Linked DNA regions of Mus musculus: regions 1, 3 and 4 are each linked to region 2. A link is a contact called in public Hi-C and HiChIP or PLAC-seq data. All regions are on one chromosome and are shown on one strand. Each heading gives the region's core, a stretch centred on a gene start, on an enhancer-like site or on the middle of the called end of the contact. The rest is flanking DNA. Distances are from core to core; before and after follow the strand shown. Region 1 has its middle 19 kb from the start of Gm2788. Region 2 overlaps Nav2 (neuron navigator 2). Region 3 has its middle 44 kb from the start of Gm2788. Region 4 overlaps 9130015G15Rik (RIKEN cDNA 9130015G15 gene).

Region 1 (3,182 bases), core at 237-2,736, 500 kb before region 2:
TGTTTTCCCTGCATCCGTATAACATCTCTCCCGGATGCTGTTCCTCAATGCCAGGAAGACCTTTAACCAAGAAATGCTCAACACTCTTGCCGTGTGGGTAAGATGGCTTGGCAGACAGAACTCAGAACAAGGAGTCAGGAGTTCTCATTCTGTTTCCTGTTGGCTGATAATGGGCTCTTGGGACCTCTTCTTCACCTGTTAAAAATAGAAGCAACTGCGACACCCTCCTCTGCACTCTCACATCTCTTACTCGCCTTCCCAGTATCTTGCAGCATCCCTATGGGCTGTTGTTACTAAGCACCAGCAAGATTTGCACCCAAGAAATACTAAGGCTCTTCTTATATATGCAGCAATAGCTTCAAGGACAAAACCCAGGTTGAAGTCGGTTGGAATAGCCAGGCAGTGCAGAGCAAAACTCAGCAATTTGGAAGCCGAGGCCAGTTTCCTGAGGTCCTGTGGCTACTCAGAGGATGATCTTTTGGTCGAATCAGCATCCTTTCTGTGGTATAGAAGGGGTTTGGTTTGGATTCTCTGCCTCCTGTCTGCCTGAAGTCTATCATTGTAGGGGAAATGAGTGGACTGGGGAACCCGATTACTCAGTAGGAGCAACTGTGATTCATCTTGATGTATTGCTGATAGCTTCTACAATGCTACAATTAATACTCCTACATTGCAATATTGTATTTTTACCACCTCCCTCTCCCTCTCCCTCTCTCCCTCTCTCCCTCTCTCTCTCTCTCTCTCTCTCTCTCTCTCTCTCTCTCTCTCTCTCTCTCCCCCCTTTCTTTCAATACTATCCTTTGAGCTGGGATCTCCACACTGTACAATTGCCCCACCTTTGAACATATCTTCTCTGCTTCCATCCCCATTATTTTTACTTGTTTTTTTGAGACGGGGTCTTGCTGAGTTTCTCCAGCTATTTTTGAACATATCTAATAGCGCAGGTGAGCCTTGAATTTGCCATCTCCCTCCCTCAGCCTCTTAGGTAGATGAGACTACAGGGGCACACCACCTGTACCGCCTGAACTATCAGGCTCAGCTCTGCTTTTTGCCTCTTCTGAGTTCTCGTGGAACTCAGTTATTTCATGGAATGTCACCTCTCTCTTAGTTCTCATGGGATAAATAAATGACTGAGTCACTACCATCCTGTTTCCTGAGGGGGCTTCTCTGGGTCATGAATGTGAACAGAATCCACACCCGCCTTCCCCTCTTCCTGCCTCTTTTTCTGAAGCCACAGTGAGTCGTCCTTGGGTGTGCTCTGCTTTCTGTGCAGTTGTGTAAGCCTGATCTTTTCCTTCACAGCTATCTCGGCCACTGGCTGGTGAATGTGCTGCACCCCCTCACCCCCAGACTTGGCGGGACAAAAAGGTCTAAGCCCCCTCCTCTGTGCCTCCCTCCCTGATCACACAAGCTCACTGTGACTGATTTCTAGCAGCATGGCTCCTGGCTATTTGCTATGCAGAGCCACAGTGCCCCCCCCCTTGTCTTTCCTGTGCAGCCACAGGTGTGATGCTAAGGCATAAGGTTTCTGTTTCCCCTCACTCGTGGATAGTTGGCTGTTCAAGGCACCTGGTCCTATCCTTTCAGAGTTGAAATGAACTTTATTTACTCGTGTCACTAACTAAAACGTACTAAATGTCCAGTAGAAATGGTGTCCCCAGGTCTGTAATGTCATTGGAGCCTGTCTCAGGGCCTTGGGCCTGTGGGGAGGAAGGATTATTGTGAGAACTTAATGCCAGCTTTGCATCCTGTTTTTCTGTTTAGTTTAGCAGCAAACCAGACATGGTTAATAATAGATTGTGTGTGTGTCTCTCTCTGTGTAGAGGGTTGACACCCACATCTAAGTGCAGAAATAAGTACATCTACTAGTAAACAAAAAAGGCAGAGAATGCAGTAAGAGTCCCCATGAAGATACCTCCTGCAGGGAGCCCTCCCTAACACTGCTGCCACAGCTCTGTCTCCTGCTCCTGGTGTAGGAGGACTGTCACCCTTGGTATTATATAGCTCTCTGCAAACTTATTTCTCGCCTGACCACGGGCTTTGCGATATCACATACTATACTGTTTTTTGTTTGTTTGTTTGTTTGTTTGTTTTTTATTGTCAACCCGATACAAACTAGAGTCACCTCTGTTAAGAAGCTGCCTCCATCAGATTGACTCCTGGCACGTCTCTGAGGCATTTTCTTGATTGCTGATTGATGTGGAAGGGCCCAGCCCACGGTGGGTAGTGCCACCCCTGGACAGGTGGGCCTGGGTTATATAAGGAAGCAGGCTGAGCATGAGATGAACATGAAAGCCAGTCAGCAGGCTCTTCTGTGGTTTCAGCTTCATGTCCTGCTGAGTTCCTGTCTTGCTTTTCCTCAATCAAGAACTGTGGCTTAGAAGCCAAATAAACCTTTTTTCCCCCAACTTGCTCTTTGTCTAGACGCATCCCCAACCTGCCCCAGCTCTGGGACTTCAGATGAGCACCTTTAAGTGGACATTGAGGATCCGAACTCGGGTCTTCGTTCTTGCACAGCAAGCAGTTTTCTGAGGGATGTCCATACCGCTCCATTACTGCTGCGCCGACTCATCGCTAACCAAGGACACATGAGAGTTCATGGCTTTCCATGTCCTTACCAGTATTTGCTATTTTCTTGTTAGCTTTCCTCAGAGCCAGAGCAACAAATTCTCATAGGCATGGTGGTAGGAGGCAGAGGGATCTCTAGACTAGAAAGATCGGGCCACTTTGTGCTGCCTCCTTGCCGATTTTCCTTAGCTCTTCTGTTTCTTAGTATGAACACACAGATACACATGCACATACACACATACACACACACACACACACACACACACACACACATACACACACGCACACCTCTAAAGAGAAGCACAGTAGGTGTCAGAGTCAGCTCTCACACCAAGAAGAAATAATACATTCTGTTCTCAGGAGTGGGAGGTGGAGGGGGGAAACTCTCCCACCCCACCACCCCTCTTTATCTCATTGATTCAGAGTGAAAAAAGTAATTTTAAACTATCAGTGTTCATTTATGACTCCTATTAATCACACGTTAATAGCCTCCCAATTATTAAATTATGGAGACGTGTATTCCCTCACCCAAACAGAATAATTATTTACTAAAATAAATTAATGTATAGAAAAGCCTTCATTCTTATGGAGGCTGAAACTTAACCTAATGAGTT
Region 2 (3,196 bases), core at 95-2,594:
TTAACAAAGGTGGGGCTGGGGAGATGGCTCAGCAATTAAGAGCACTGACTGTTCCTCCAGAGGTCCTGAGTTCAATTCATTCCCAGCAACCACATAGTGACTCACAACCATCTGTAATGGGATTCAATGTCCTCTTCTGGTGTGTCTGAAGGCAGCTACAGTGTACTCATACACATATAATAAACAAATAAATTAAAAAGGGGGTTCCCTACAGAGAGTTACTTCTAGCTGGAGGCTGTGTGGGCTCTTCTAAGATGGCACAGTTTCAGTCAGGTGGCCTGGGGCCTGTTTAATGAGTTAAACAGTGGGAGCCACCACCACCGTGGGGACCACCCTCCCAGTGAGACCATGATAAAAGCATGGAATTTGTTCGATGTTTTAACACCCTCCTGGAACCCAAGGCCTCAGGAGGTAGGAGCAGATCTACAAGCTGGAGTGGAAAGGGAGAATGCCAGAAGTCAGTGGCAGAATGAAGTCTACTTCATAGAGGAGGGTGAATCAAATTCATGAGGACCAGCCCAGAGCCAAGCTGTGCTCGGAGCTATTAAACTAAAACACTCTCGCCAGCTAGAGCCATCAAGACATTGCCTGAGAGTGGGGATAAGGACAATATGTTCATTGTGAAAGGCAGTCCTCTGTTAATTTAGAATAAATTCCGTGGCGTACATACTGGGTTGAGTGCATATAAACATTGGAGAGTCTGGGAAATCCCATTACAGGAATTAGTTGTGGATGGGAGTGGTGGAACTGGCACTGTGTAGTGCAAATTCTGTGATGTCCAAAGGTCGCTGTGCCCAGTTAAAAGCCGTTTCTTTTACTTTTGGTCACCAGAGACATTCATCAAGCCAGAATATTCTCCTTTAAAACAAAAAAAGTAATTAGGCCTGACAGCCGAAGTCAAATCAGACCTTTGGGAATGACCTAATTGCTTTTTTGTTCGAGGCCTGACATCGATTTGCCCTTGGCCTTGGTGTCAACACTAGCAAACACGGGCAGCCTCCCAGACTCCGGCTGGTGGCTCTATCCTTGCCACAGAGAGGACAAAGGACAGCGGCATCCCAGAGGTCATGGGACTCTGTGGTCACCTGCAATTCCTGCCAGGCTGAGAATTTTGTGGGTAAACCCTGGTTCCTGCTGAAACTGCCGCTCACCATGTGGACATCTGACTGCCTGCTTCTTTACTGACTGGAAATTTCCCCCCAGCAACTGGAGGATGGGTGGGTCTATCAATTTCATCTCCACCTCCGTGTTACTGGCAACTGCTCCGGCTTTGAGGATCACACTGTGGTGACATTGATCAAGATGAGAGATCTCATTCCGCCCTGGTTATTTTTGGCATCTGTGAGCAGTCCAAGGCCTCGACTTTTGGCACCGTGTGGTTAGGATATTAAGTAACTGCTTCCTGCGCTAGTACAGACAGCGTTTTGAGAGTCCTAACCTCGTCGCTCCCGTCTATCTCATTGGTCAATTCGAGTGCATTCTGCTTGCTGTTGGCTCCTCGTGAGTGGGTCTGGAGAAAGCTGAATGGTTATTAAACGTGTCTTGTGTTTTTCCCCTCTAGATTGAAAACATAGATGCCTGCTTGAATTTCCTGGCAGCTAAGGGAATCAACACCCAGGGGCTGTCTGCAGAAGGTGAGTCAGGGCCCACGCCTTTTCATCATTTGTGATACCCACCTGTTAAGGCCCACCTGTTACCTAACAGTCAATTGCTGCAGTCCTGACCAGGGGTGCCGGTGGGCTGTCCTGGCTGGGTGCCCTTTCCAGCACAGTTGACGTTACTAACTTTCTCACAGTTCTCAGATCACTCTAAGAATGCAGCCCTGTGTGCATGCCACATCTGCATGCCACAGAGGGTGTGGGGGAAGAGAATGGGAGCACACTGCTCCAGTTAGAGAAGTTCCTGCTTCAACAACACTGATTCCCTGTCCCGTGGCGCAGCAGGTTATCAACCAGCCATTATCTGTGGGAAAGAGAATATCCAACCACAGAACCAAGTCCAACCATCCAGCGCCCAAGGGAACTGCTTAGTCCTTGCTGGTGACATCTCACCTTGCTCTTGAAGACAGAGAGAGTGAGGTTTGCGAACACACTACCACCTTTTAGCCTCCCGATTAGCTTTTAATTAACTTGGATTTGGTGGCTAATTAGCATCAACAGTGTCTGCTAGTGGAGTGTTGTTAGGTGGGATAATAGTTTGGAGCCCGCTGGCCAGAATTATCTACCTCCTCAGTCCTCAGGCAACACTTCCACCTGGAATCTCTCAATCTCTCTCTCTCTCTCTCAATCTCTCTCAATCTCTCTCTCTCTCCCCCCCCCTTGCTCTCTCCCCTTCCTTCCCCCTCCCCCTGTTTGTAAACACAGGCAGCTGCCGGCTCTGAAGCTGCCATAGGCCAGGCATCTCCCCAGCTCATTAGGCTGCACCTGCCTCCAGTTTTCCCCGGAACAGGTAGTGCAGTCGGGGCAGTGCAGTTGTTCCTCCTGGCATAGCAGGAGTGTGCTCTGAAAAGATGTAAAAAGAGCGTTGGCCCTGGAAGCTGGGGTGGGGCTGAGAGAGCAGTAAGCTGGAGTCCACAGATGGAGTAGGTAAGTTAGCAGACCTTATGGGTCCTGCATGGGCTAATGCCTTGTCTTTGCGAAGAGATGAAAGCTTGCGTCATCTATCAGGCTGTGTTTCTGAACTGTTGTCTCCTCCATGTTGGAGGTGGGTGGCATCCACGGCTTCTACATCCATAGTGTGACTCTATGCGGAATGTGTCAGAAAATGGTTGTAATTCTCCTTGGGCAGGTCTGGTTATCGGTTCCATGAATCTCAGGGGTAGCTTAGCCAACCTTAATCTCAGGACTTATAGAAAAATCCTTAGAAGGTTGCCCTTGCCTTAGCTATGAGTCTCATCTGTGGGTTTAGTGTACATTGTTGGAACCTTCAGTAGTAGACACAAATTCAGTGTTTCTGTGCTATTCCTGTGATGACCAGTAGGTGGCAGAGCATGTTCCTCTTAGTGTCTAGGAATGGTGCAGGTCTCTATTCTCCCACGAGAGCATCTGCAGGGACTTTTACAGAGTTGTGCAGTCTTGCCTCCTTCCTTAGGCCTGGAGGAGAACTCTAGCCACTTAGCAGCTGCCTGTTGTCTGTCTCTCTGCTTCATTTGTTCAACCTTCTCTTATACTCAGAAGGCATAGATGCCTTTACAGGA
Region 3 (3,547 bases), core at 200-2,699, 470 kb before region 2:
CCTCCACATAGAGGAGGTTTGGTTACCTCCGCTGTCGGTATCGTCAACGGTCAAACAAAAATGTATGGGACTCGTGTTCTTGGGATGTGGGGCTTTCCGTGCTCAAACTGAAACATCTCAGCTGGAACAATTTATAGGCTGCCTTTAAGGCCTGTGGGGGCTGGGCAGGCTGTCCTTGGCCACCACCTAGTAAGGTTTTAGTGGTCCCCTGGGAGTCTGTGGGGATTGCTTTCCATTTTGGGAAACCTGAATTTGGCAATTTCTTGGAACCCTCAGAGGTCAAATCTGAGGGATTTTTTCTATAGAGGAAATTTTCTTATAGAGGCTAAAGATTTGGGCTGTTGGGCCCAGAATAGTATCAGCCAATGTACAAACCATAAATTTGTTATCTCTTTCCCCTGAACTTGCACTAGTTGACGCTGACTGGCCTGTACACGGACCACTCTCCAGATACTGCATTCTAGCTAGACATGGCCAATCAGTCTAAGTTGTCATTGGGAGTAAATCCTGTTTTCCTTCCTTGAGCTGGTACATTGCTAGAGAAGCAGATGTCACTCTGGGGGGATAATTGCAGACAGAACCCAGGATACAGCAGGCTTAACCAGTGACACCCCTTAGGCACCAGACAGAGGGAGGTATCAGGGCTGTAGAACTCAGGAACTGTAGAGGTGGCTAAAACCATCAGTTCAGGATGGGCTAAGGGCTAGGACAAAGGTCTGTTCCCAGAGTTTACTCTACAGGTAAGGTGACAGAATAAGCAAGGTAGTTTTGTTTGCTGGATGGTTTTATGTCAACTTGATGGGAGATAGAGTTATCTGAAAGTTCAGAGCCTCAAATGAGAAAATTCCTCCATAAGATCTGGCTGTAGGACGTTTTCTTAATTAGTGATTGAAGGGGAAGCCTCAGTCCATGGTGGATGGTACCTCCCCTGAGATGGTGGTCCTGGATTTTATAAGAAAGCATGGGAGAGCAAGCCCATGAAGGACTCAACATCAGGTCCTGCCTCCAGGTTTCCTGTCCTATTTGAGTTTCTGTCCCGACTTCCTTTGTTGATGAACAGTGCTGTTGACGTGTAAGGCACATAAACCCCTTCCTCCTCAACTTCCTTCTGGTCATGGTGGAACCCCAACAAAGACACTTTGCTCAGTCAAGCCAGCAGTTGAGGCTGCTCCCCACCCTGCTGCTCTTCCCGCTCTCTATGTTGGCGGATAACATCATGACAGTGATGTTCTTATGCCATGACTTCCCATGGACATCCCCAGGACCAGGGAGGGGAGGCAACACTGGCTGTTAAAAGACCAAAGTGGAGCAGGGTATATGTCTACCAGTACCTAGCATTCTTCTTCCACCCGGTTAAGAACATTATCTGCACCAATAGGGCCATAGCTGGCATAGATGTGGCCTCCAGGACTGCTCTGTGAGGTCTGACACCAGCACATTCCAGTGTTATGTCCTGCCCCCAATGCCCTGGCTATAACCCTCCTCTTTCTCTCCTTATCAGGAAGACATAGCAGAAGAGTTGTGCTAAACAGGAAATGCCTGGAATTTGTCCACAGAGCGACTTTCATATTCACTCCTTAAAATAGCAAAGAATGGAACTGCTAGGCACTTCTGTAGTGTTCTAGGTGCTTAGACTGCATTAGTTCACGTAATTCCCATGGTAACCCTGTGAGGCAAGTACTCTTGCTCTGCCCATTTTACAGGAGAGGCAGTTGAGTCAAGAAGAGAGCATATAGAGATTTTCCTGGGCTTACACTGCCTGTGAGCTAGCGTTAGGTAGGAGCCTCCCAGGTTTACTTGAGTGCGTGATATTTGTGGATATATCCACAGGCAGGATAATTGAACAACAGGACAGTGATAATTGAAAACAGAGTCCTATCTGCCTGCCTGAGTACTCGCTAGCAGATTAAATAGAACAAATGCCACACAGAAGAAGAGTGATGATATACGAGATTCAATAAAATCTTGCTGAACTGACCGAGGTTAGGTTTCTGTCTTTCTGATGTTAAAAACAGATACATTACATGTTTTTTGGCCATAGCGTCTCCTGGTCTTTATTTGCCTGCTGGATTCCAGAGGAGGAATTCAGGCAGATTTTCACTTGCCCAGGCTTTGCCCAGAAATCACTCTGAAGTTATCTCTCTCTGGGACGCCTAGCTCACCTTGCCAGAACTGGTGCACATGGGCTAGGTGCAGGACCCCTGCCTGGGGATTTCCCCACATCTGAGATTTCTGCCATGCCTGTCTCTCCTGCTCATCACAGCATATGGTATCTGACTCGGTTAGGGGAGAGGTAAGAGGTGACTCAGACTAGTCCTAGTTTCTTTCAGGTCTGCTATTGACAGTATGAACTCTGTGCAGACAGCTACAGGGTCTGACACTCCTATGTCCAGGCCTGGCAAGGGGGACTTTGAAAGATTTCCTGCCTTTAGCTCAACAGTTTGCCTCTGTTTCTTCTTGCTCTGCTATCACCCCGGAACCTCAGGCTCCAGTTCAGCTGCTTTGATGTGGCCTCGGGCAACAACAGGGGAAAGGACACTAGTTATCCTGGCTAGATTTATGTCAACTTGACTCCACCTAGAGTCATTTGGAAGAGAGAACTTCAATTGAGAAAGTGTCCCTACATTGAGAAATGAAAAAAGGCCCAAAAGATTGGCCTGTGGTACATTTTCCAGGTAATGATTGATGTGGGAGATGGACAGTACCATCCCTGGGCTGGTGGTCCTAGGTTTTACAAGAAAGCAGGCTGAGCAAGCCACTAAGCAACATTCTTCCACGATCTCAGCTTCAGTTTCTGCCTCCAGGTTCCTGCCTTGCTTGAGTTTTTCCTCTGGCTGTTCTCAGTGATCTTCACTGTGATGTGAAACTGTTAGATGAAATTAACCCCTTTCTCTCCAAATTGCTTTTTAAAAAAATTTTTTTTAGTCATGGTGTTTTGTTTTGTTTTGTTTATCACAGCAATAGTAATCCTAAGGAAGACACCAGTTAAAGTTATCCCTGTGCCTATTTGTCTGCTGTCCCCTGGCTAACTGGCTTGGCAGGAGTCCTTTGTATCAACCACCTTCACATTTAAGAACCACCCCCTCCCACCCTTTACCGCCAGCATCCATTGCCTTAGGGATGCTTCTGAGTAATGATTCCTGCCCCTTATGGAACTCCAAAAACAGGCTGACTGTATAATTCAAGAGAGGGAAACCCGCAGCTTTGACTTACTCATTACATCTCGCACCCTGCCTGTCCTGGTTACTTTTCTATTGCTGTGATCACATACCACACCCAAAGCAACTTAGAGAAGAAAAAGTTTATTTGGGGGCTTTTGGTTTTTTGAGGGTGAGTCCATGATGGCAGAATGAAGACATGGTGGCAGGAACAGCTATGAGTTCACATCTCAAAACCCCAAGCAGGAGGTCAAGAGTGCACTGGGGATGCTAGGAGGATTTTGAAGCCTCAAAGCTTGACCCCAGTGACGCACCTGCTGCAACAAGGCCCCACTAATCCTAATCCTTACCCAATAGTTGTACCAGATGGGGACTAAATATTCAAATAT
Region 4 (3,120 bases), core at 191-2,690, 280 kb before region 2:
CTGTTCTTGCCACAGTTGCTATCAGAACATGGGCAGGGGGTCAATGGGCTTATTTGGAATTGCAATCAAGTTCTCTATTTATGTAAACCAAGCTCTGAGCTCCACAGGGGTAAGGACCATAGGAACCTTCTTAGAGTTTCTCCTACATGCCCCAGAGGTGGACATCTAAAGGTCATGCCCTCGCCATGCAAGTCCCCCCTGGCTGGGTTGTGGCCTCAGGTGGCAATCCCAGGCCAGGAGCCACCTGGGTGCATTCGCCTGGCTCCCCGGCTCCACACCCACCCTCCCTCTGGGACTCACCGCCCACCAGGTGTGCACGTTCACAGCTTCCTTCGTGTGTTGGCTACAGGAACTCAGAGGTTGCACACAGGGTTTAAGAATAGCAGCCTTAGCAGCTGTCTTGTCGAAACAGAATGAGAAACTGTGAAGAAGGAGTCTATGAAGCCAGCCACGTCCTGCTTCCTTTGTTTCTGCAGGAAGGCAGTGGTGGGAAAACACCCATCCTTTAGAGCAATGCCTCCCCCCCCCCCTGAAGTATACTGAACTTCTAGAATGGTTCTGGATTGTGGTCATTGCCTTTCTTAGCTTTTTTTCTCTCTCCCCTCCCTTCCTCCCCTCTCCCCCCTCCTCTCCCCTCTCATCCTCTCTTCTCCTCTCCTCTCCTCTGCTAAGGATGATGATCCAGGACTCTGTTGCCCCACAGTTCAGAAGCTGCTGAGTTTTTCGGGTCCCCCACCCTATGGAGGAAGGGGGCCAGTGAATTACTGATGAGGGGCCCTACTCCTATGGCTGAGTTAGAGCAGCCCAGATCTTGATGAAGGCAGCACAGGACACAGGGCAGAACCCTGTAAGGAGCAGGTGGCAAGAAGGGTTAGAGAAAAAGTGGGTGGCCATTTGCCCCACTACCACCACCCCAGGGGCTCCAAAGGGCAAGAGCCAGAGTGAAAGAAATCCAGGGATGTATAGAACCATCAGAGGGTGCAGGGTGTCTACTGGGAATTCACAGTTTCTAGTCACTGGGGGCTCAGGCCATCCCTTAGCCCCTCTTTGAACACAATCCCCAGAAAACTGGGGCAGTGCCATTCTGTCTGGGAGTGCAGAGGCACCAACACCTCCCTCAATGGGCCCCGAACTCCCTCCTCACCCTCAGCCTCTCCCAGAGCCACCCTGGCATAGCAGAGCTGCCTAGGCTGGATCCCATTTGGACCAGAGATCTGTTCATCACGGGCTGAGAGGAAACCGCTTTGTGCCATGAAGGATAAGAAGAACAGTATATTTTTCAGGCTCACAGATATCATTGGCATTTGGGAGAGGAAATGGGGGGAAAAAAGCCAGTTTCAGCGCTGCGTTTGAGAGCCGAGGCGCGTTCATTGGCCAGTGGCAGGCTGTGAGTGAGGCATTTTCTCTTGAAAAAAACGCTGTCTGTGAAGGACGGTTTCCCAGGCCACAGTTCTGCCCACCCAGGAATTTCCGAGTTCTTTAGAGTTAACACTGCAGCGTGAGTGTATGGGGGCAGGGCAACAGGGTAAAGGGAGCGTTGGTGCCGAGAGCATCCTGCCCGTGGCGGCGAAATGAACGTGGCCAGAGAGATTCTTTCTGTGTCCATCGTGCCCAGCAAAAAACCGAGAGCAGAGAGTGGGTAAAGGGAAGAAAAGAATAGGAGAGGAGGGGAGGGGAAACAAGAGAAGAGACACAGGCTTTGAGGTCGTACTGCCGGTGTATTCAGCATAGTAGTCACGTGCTCTTCCTGGACACATTTATGTGGGGACAGGACAAGCCTCTTGGTCTAAAAAAAAAAAAAAGAAGAAGAAGAAAGGCTGTCTCTGCTACTGCATGAATCACTGGAAGGGACCCAGGAAAGCCACCTGTCTCGTGAAGCTCCTGCCCAATGCAAGGCTCTCTTTTTGGGGGGCGGGGGCTGCGGGGGGCAGTGAATAAAGTGCATTTATTTTCTTCCATGCTTTGTTTTTCTGTTTGAAGAAAACCTCCCCCTCAGTGTCATCTGGATGGCGGAGGGGACAGCCCCTAGAAGGTATAGGAGGTGACGGTGTTGGTGCTGAGAGCCATAGAAAGGTTAGGTATCCAATGTGCCTGGCTCCTAGGTACCTCCCGTCCCCAGGGCAGAAGAGTGTAAGAGCTTCATCAGGGTGAAGCAGGAGACAGAGTTTTGCACCCGCAGCTCTCTGCCCTGGGTCAGCACCAGGAGAAAGCCTTCCTTCACAGCTTCCAGCTTGTCCATACTGATGTGTGTATGCCTATGCGCGTGCGTGCGTGCGCGTGCACGTGTACACACACACTCACACACACACACACTGGCTCCCCATAGCTCCCAAGGATGAGAGACGGAAGAAGATGCCATTCAGCAGACTGTAAAGTGTCCAGCAAAGCTGAAGTGGCCTCCTCCGTCTACAGCCTGACAGTTTTACTTGAAATGCCAGAGTACATTTCAGGTGCACTCGGGCACTGCAAATTGAGTCTAGCCTGCTGGTTTTGCCACGCCCTCCCGAAGGTACATACACCTCCAGCATGCTAAGGCAGGAGGTTGAAAGCCATGCCAACCTGACTGTGTGGTGCCAGCCAGCGGGAACTTACCAGAAAAGCAAAGCCCGGAGGGAATTCTGCGGAGTGGTGCTGCCCCCTTCTGGCTGCGCAGGCTGAGCCAGTCAGTGGGTGTACAGAGCCGACTCCAAGGCCCAACTGATAAAATCTCTACAGGAATCCAAAGGGAGTCAGGTTTTCCACTATTTTCCAGTAGTAAAAAAGGAGGATGGAACATTTCATGTTAAAAACCTCTGAGAGGTCTTTCTCGTTTTAAAACATTGTCCTCCAAGGTCAGAATAAGTGACAATAAGTAGCTGATCAGGAGCAGGGGAGGGGGACACTAGTAAGAGATTAGTGCCTTCTACAAACTGATCTTTAGTCTGCATTCAGGGTCCTTTCTGTAGAAAATATGTATCTATGTACCTTTTTTTTTTTTTTTGGTTTTTCCAGACAGGGTTTCTCTGTATAGTCTTGGCTGTCCTGGAACTCACTTTGTAGACCAGGCTGGCCTTGAACTCAGAAAAATCCGCCTGTCTCTGCCTCCCAAGTGCTGGGATTAAAGGCGTGCACCACCACCGC

Evidence for each region. A called contact is a pair of places that touch in the nucleus more often than the background predicts. HiChIP or PLAC-seq counts read pairs in DNA pulled down with a chosen protein or histone mark.
Region 1: an HNF4G HiChIP or PLAC-seq map of pancreatic cancer cells shows a contact between it and region 2. The contact joins two enhancer-like sites. A contact is called at or near these places in 2 of 484 Hi-C or Micro-C datasets (bone marrow-derived macrophages and embryonic fibroblasts) and 2 of 115 datasets of contacts at active chromatin or transcription factors (embryonic stem cells and pancreatic cancer cells).
Region 3: a Hi-C map of liver shows a contact between it and region 2, with 1.9 times the contacts expected there. The contact joins two enhancer-like sites. A contact is called at or near these places in 1 of 484 Hi-C or Micro-C datasets (liver) and 3 of 115 datasets of contacts at active chromatin or transcription factors (embryonic stem cells and pancreatic cancer cells).
Region 4: a contact with region 2 is called in an H3K27ac HiChIP or PLAC-seq map of stem cell-derived neural progenitor cells. The contact joins two enhancer-like sites. A contact is called at or near these places in 1 of 484 Hi-C or Micro-C datasets (bone marrow-derived macrophages) and 4 of 115 datasets of contacts at active chromatin or transcription factors (cardiomyocytes, embryonic stem cells, pancreatic cancer cells and 1 more).

The regions. Positions count from the first base shown.
Region 1 is chr7:48,899,120-48,902,301 of GRCm38.p6, forward strand. No RefSeq gene overlaps it. Among named protein-coding and RNA genes, the nearest start is that of Gm2788, 19 kb to the left of the region's middle. Within about 2 kb of position 1,487, at least 27 of the 459 cell types and tissues checked have an H3K27ac peak or open chromatin away from gene starts, as enhancers often do. A contact at or near this core is called in pancreatic cancer cells, where this site is marked.
Region 2 is chr7:49,396,522-49,399,717 of GRCm38.p6, forward strand. It overlaps Nav2 (neuron navigator 2), which reads left to right. Exons shown (of 39, transcript NM_175272.3): 4 at 1,562-1,634. Among named protein-coding and RNA genes, the nearest start is that of Gm51447, 40 kb to the right of the region's middle. Within about 2 kb of position 1,345, at least 111 of the 459 cell types and tissues checked have an H3K27ac peak or open chromatin away from gene starts, as enhancers often do. A contact at or near this core is called in liver, pancreatic cancer cells and stem cell-derived neural progenitor cells, where this site is marked.
Region 3 is chr7:48,923,907-48,927,453 of GRCm38.p6, forward strand. No RefSeq gene overlaps it. Among named protein-coding and RNA genes, the nearest start is that of Gm2788, 44 kb to the left of the region's middle. Within about 2 kb of position 1,450, at least 24 of the 459 cell types and tissues checked have an H3K27ac peak or open chromatin away from gene starts, as enhancers often do. A contact at or near this core is called in liver, where this site is marked.
Region 4 is chr7:49,118,856-49,121,975 of GRCm38.p6, forward strand. 9130015G15Rik (RIKEN cDNA 9130015G15 gene) reads right to left here. Exons shown (of 4, transcript NR_154465.1): 4 at 3,082-3,120. It also overlaps a transcript of Nav2 not described here. Among named protein-coding and RNA genes, the nearest start is that of 9130015G15Rik, 42 kb to the right of the region's middle. Within about 2 kb of position 1,441, at least 48 of the 459 cell types and tissues checked have an H3K27ac peak or open chromatin away from gene starts, as enhancers often do. A contact at or near this core is called in stem cell-derived neural progenitor cells, where this site is marked.